Regions from separate parts of the Gasterosteus aculeatus genome. Here region 1 is linked to region 2. The links are chromatin contacts, called in public Hi-C maps. All regions are on one chromosome and are shown on one strand. The core of a region is the stretch at or near the end of the contact, and the rest is flanking DNA. Distances in the headings are between cores, read along the strand shown. Region 1 holds the start of daam2 (dishevelled associated activator of morphogenesis 2). Region 2 overlaps daam2 (dishevelled associated activator of morphogenesis 2).

What was found. A called contact is a pair of places that touch in the nucleus more often than the background predicts.
Region 1: a Hi-C map of whole body shows a contact between it and region 2, with 2.7 times the contacts expected there. The contact joins the promoter of daam2 here to the enhancer-like site in region 2. A contact is called at or near these places in 3 of 6 Hi-C or Micro-C datasets (skeletal muscle and whole body).

The regions. Positions count from the first base shown.
Region 1 is chr15:16,475,911-16,478,610 of fGasAcu3.hap1.1, forward strand. It overlaps daam2 (dishevelled associated activator of morphogenesis 2), which reads right to left and starts at 1,324. Exons shown (of 25, transcript XM_078088999.1): 1 at 1,159-1,324.
Region 2 is chr15:16,412,560-16,415,259 of fGasAcu3.hap1.1, forward strand. daam2 (dishevelled associated activator of morphogenesis 2) reads right to left here. Exons shown (of 25, transcript XM_078088999.1): 22 at 2,428-2,488; 23 at 2,108-2,239; 24 at 218-388; 25 at 1-105. Among protein-coding and RNA genes, the nearest start is that of LOC120833093, 29 kb to the left of the region's middle. Within about 2 kb of position 1,257, at least 2 of the 9 cell types and tissues checked have open chromatin away from gene starts, as enhancers often do.

The DNA.
Region 1 (2,700 bases), core at 74-2,573, 63 kb after region 2:
GGAAGAATGTAGCAGATGCTAAATTGGAAAAGCTGTGTGTGTGTGTGTGTGTGTGTGTGTGTGTGAGAGAGAGAGAGATGAGGAGGGGATGCTTTCTGTGCCTAGCATGGTTCTGTGCTCGTAAAGCCTCAACAACTGACTGAGAGGAGCCAACGCTGCATCACTGCCAGATGTTCAGTCAGATTAAATGCCATCCTGTAAACTCACAGGCAGTGTGGGCTAGAAGAGGTATGGATGACCCCCCCCACCCACCAAGTCAAATCAGCCAAACGAGCATTTACAGACGGACGTGGCTACAAATCTTTAGCCTTTACGGATCAACAAGGAGACACCGGTTTCTGTTTCAGAGAAAGAGACCTGATTTAGCTCAGAGGTCATCGCAGGTCAGTCATCCTGGTAGGTGTACGTGCGTGTGTGTGCGTGCGTGCGATTGTAAATAAACACACATTGATCAAGATGGACGTGCTATTTTGGAGATAAAAACGGCAAAGAAAACAAAGCCCAGGTAGGACGAGTCTCGCTGAAAGTGAAATAGAAACTCTTCTGATCTCATCCGCAGCCTGTTTTGCAGCGTGGCGGAGAGGCGCGACGGCGCAGCGCCCTCTGTGGGCCTCGGCGGGAAGTTCACCGCGCAGTGTGGCGACCATTTAGATCAGACCGATCAATGCATCGTGTAACTGACTGTGGCGCCACAACACACATCAATCATTGGAAATCGCACAAATGTATCCAAACCCGAGACAGACAGACAGACAGTCAGAGAGACAGACAGCGAAGACAGGCTGTCATGCGCAGAACAGCCTCCAAGTAAGCGATGTAGCTCAAATGGTGGCCGGTAACGTGCAATTCTTTGATTGACAAGCAGTTGACGTGCAGCCGGGGATCCTGCTGCCCTTTAATATGAACATCTGCAGGCTCCACATCAGGCGCTGCATCGTAACTGACATGACGAGCAGGCAACATATCGCCACCTCAAACCTCATCGCCCTTATGTCACATCGTTAGATCCCCCCCCCCCCCACCGACTAAACACCACGGTACAATCCACCATCGTTCACCCCCCGACCGACGTCTCCCCGAGCGGGCTCCCGAGCCCCATCACAAGGCACCAGCTCCTGATTCCCGCTGGGGGGGGGTCGGTGGCATCGCGCTACTTACCTCCGGGCTTCGTTGCGGAGAAACAATCTGCAGCTCGTCCCAATAATCCCGCCGTCGCTCGCTGTCACCGCGTCCCGCGGAGGGGCTGAAGTAGAGACCCGACGGGCGGCTCCGTGCTCCGTGCTCCGCGCGGAGCGTCAGTGGGGGGGGGGAGGCGGCTGAAGTCGGTCAGACAGCCGGCGGCACCACGCCCCCGCTCTTAAAGCCACCGCGCGGCGCGCGCGTCGGCCCGCGCGCGTTTGTGTTGAGGTTTAAAGATTGCACGAGTCCATTCCATTCTTATGAACAATTCATCATCTCGCGTCCCCTTGTTTCGTCGCATGTTTCCATTGTCACAGATAAATAAAGCGGCAGTCATCAGCAGGTTAATGCCGGATATGCAGAAACGTCTTCTAATGTCCCTGTCACGTGAAGTGAATTTGAGTCCTTAGTTAGGACAAGGAAAGTCCCAAACCAAGTCCCCAGTCAACCCCCCCTGGCACTCTGCTGCTACGCCTCTCACCAAGATACCGAGGGGAAGGGAGGCACTGGAGAGCCAGGACCAGGACCAGGACCAGGACCAGGTGTTGTAGAACGTAAAAGCTTTAAGTGTGTCTGTTTCACAATATGAAACCATGTTTTCAAACTGAACACATGATTAGTCATCATGGTAAGTTAACTTTGGGTCTCCAATCAATTATCTTTCTTTCAAGTCATCAAAACAGTGACGAAACTCGTCTGCAAGTAACTCAAGTGTAGTCTTTGGTAAATGTTGTCACATAAAAAGGAACAAGGCATGTTTGCAAAAGTAGCTGATGCATGTGAAATAATAATCACAGGTGTAACAGCAACATACTGGTTTGAGTGTGACCTCAAACAACTCAAACAGGTTTCAACATTTTATAGTTTGCCAACAAAATAAAATCCCAAAGTTTCCCAAACGTTAGAGTAAAGGTTGCGTTTCCTCCAGCGGATAAGCATTTAATCCCCTAAAATATGAAGAAACAGTATGACTGGCTGTGTTTTGATCTCCTCGCACCTTGTAATCCTTCATTAATTGCAAATTCTGGGCATCCACTATGACCTTGGCACATGCAGAGACATCCGTACTAATTTAACATGTTTGAGAATGAAACAGGCTGTCAGACCATTTCCATTGACGTCTTCTGGGGGGGCAGAGAGGAATGAGGAACGATGATGGTTACATTATTAATATGACAGCAAACCCACAGGAAGCTGGTGTCAAAATGAAAGTAGCTGTGCTTTGTCAGAGATGTAAAGACATGCTTTCCTACTGTTGGCGCAAAACTACTTGCCACTGTCGAACATAATAGTGTGGCTGCATGATTTGTGCTCCCTGACTGACTGAAATCCTCCTGTACTTAAACATCAAAGGGGACTTTTCAGGTCCGCAATTGCATCCTGGGTTTCCGCTAGAACATGTTTATGTGCTTTAATGTTAAAAAGAAGAAGTCTCTTTTTAGTATGTCAATGTATTCACCTTCTGTCTGCAACCCTCCGTTTCCCAAAAAGCCTGTCTGCTCTGAGCCTGCATGTGACATT
Region 2 (2,700 bases), core at 7-2,506:
CTCGCCGGAACGCAGCGCCGACACCAGGTCGTCGAACTCCCCGCCGACCTCGTCTGAGGCCCCGCCCTTCTTGGCCCGCCGCTCCCGCTCCCTCTGCTCCTTGAGCTGCAACACAGAAACCCTTTTTAAATTCTTGTTTCAGTTGTTTATATTGAAAAAAAAAAAAAGGAGAAAGAATAGATTGACGTTAAAGGTTTTGTTGTGTAAAACGTCTCACCATGGCCTCCATGCGGGCCCTCCTCTCCTCCTCGTCTTTGCGCCGCTGCATGTTCTCCAGGTCCTGCCGCGCTTCGTTGAACGACTGCAAAAACGTGTCGAAGATCCCGAAGAACTCATCGGGCTGCATCCTCCCTTCTTCCTCTCCAAAGTGCTTCAGAGATTTGGTGAACTGCACAGAGATTATTAAGTCATTCATGTATACGGATACATATATACACGTATAAAAATCTGATGTCTGCTGTCAGATATCTCTTATCTAGTAATGAAAGGCAACCACCCACCCACCCACCCACACACACACACACACTTACTCTGTGAGCGGTTAAATATCTATTTACATGGCCGTTAGAGTATTTCAACATTTCTTCATGAAGCTTTATTGAAGAAATTGTTATAAATCATGATTTTTACAGGCTGTTTCCGACGGGCTCTGGCTAACACATGGTGGATCCGGCGTGGCCTGGCACCTCCAGCTCATCTCCTGTTAATAATACAGGAGGTACTGGGACTCCTCTGCGTGGGAACTCGCTATCAAAATGCACTCAAGGGAAACCCAATGAACTAAACTGCAATTATTTACCAACAACACAAAATGGAGGAAAAAGAGGGGTGTGATGGTGTCGTAGTTAAAGTGCGTTGGTGGGTTCAATGAAAGAGGGCGAGTGGGAAATAAGTAAATGGTTCATGATATGTAGAAAAGGATCAGCTGTGTTGTATAGCTTTGCTCCATTCATTGCCCTCCAGCATGGAATCAATGGTCACATGGTTAAAAACCAGATGACGGGGGGCTGAAAAAAAAAAAACGAACAACTGACTTTCAAAATGCCCCAGTGGCCCGTTTGCCTGTTTTAGTCCATTAACCGGCACCAACAGGCTACGATACAGAGAAAAACTGTTTTGTGATCAGGTTTTAGGATTCCATTAGAGAGGAGAAACACACAAACACTATTTGAGTGTTCTCTCGTTGTCATGTCCTCAACGTCCTCCACCTCTTGAGACGGACGCGCTGTGCGCAGACGCACACCTTCATATTTGTATCCCAGTGGAAACCGCAACGGAGCGGCAGAGAACCGTGAACACCAAGTTGATGCGTCATACTCCCCACTTAGAGCGCACACACACACACACACACACACACACACACACACACACACACACACACACACACACACACACACACACACACACACACACACACACACACACACACACAGGTTCTTTTGTTTCACAGCAGTAACCGGTGCCTTGCTCCTCCCGTTCTGTTGCCATGACGTCCCAACCGGCCCGTTTTCCCTCTGATTTTATTTACCGACCTCCTACTTAAATAACTAGGCCGAGGGGCGGCTCCACATGGAACCCAAGAGCACAACATCTGATGGCCCTTTCGGGGAATTTAAGCAATTTGGGCGATTTAGAGTCATTTTTAGTGAAAAGGACATGTGTCATCTTAAAGTATATTGTGAAAAAGCTTCTAATGCGTCAGCATCTGGACGCTAAATGTGCATCAGAGCACCAACGGGTCTGTGCGTTGAGTAACCCGGTCACATAAATCCTTTCGTGTAACTTCCAAGGTCCCGCTGATGTCTTCAGCTTGCATACTTCCTACCATTCGTCGATGCACAAGTTCAAAAGACCGTTTGTCCCAGTAGTAGGAAGCAGAGTGTGAATTCAGTCAGAGAGACAAACACAGAGAAAGACCAGTCAGGGATCTGTCAAGGCCCGGTTTCCCAGCTCAACTCATCACTGGGGACTGAGAGGCTTCAAGCTTTCTCCCTTCAGCATTCTGTCTTCCTCCCTTTCCCCTCCGTCTGTCCAACACGAATGTCTACCATTGAGGACTGCGTCAGAATCAGCACTGCACGTGGACATCTAAACTCGGTGGTGCTACCTTGTCCCTGGCCTCACTCAGCTGGTCCTCCAGCTCAGAGAAGCTGAAGCCGGCCACGGTGATGAAGTCGCCGATCACCGCCACAAACTTGTCCCCACGTTCCCGTGTCCGGCTCTGCTGGTAGTGCAGTTCCTGGAGGGCGAGGGCAAAGGATTAAAGGCGGTGTCATTATGAGCTTTTTTTGTGTGCTTCACATACTTAAAGAAGAAGGACCACAGTGTGTTCATGCACATGCCCTGGTTTGTGTGAGTCAGGGACATTTAAACATCCAAAGACACGATTACAGACGAGAGAAGAGTCAATGGGAGGCAACAACTCACCGCTTCTAGAGCCTTCAGTCCACTTTTGATATTGTGCACCTCTTTTTCCAACTCCGACAAACTGGTGAAAGGCAGAAAAACAAACTGATATGACCTTGAAAGTCACTTCCCTACAACTTTTTTTTTTTTGATTTTTACAAATGTGAAAAAATAGAAATTGGGAAAGATCATTCTAGACGTCACCTCCTGACTACATGTCCTGCAGCAGACCGTGTGCATTGTGCAGCATTTTGTTTGAGTGCTTTAAGCCTCATGCACTCAGGCCTTCATAAC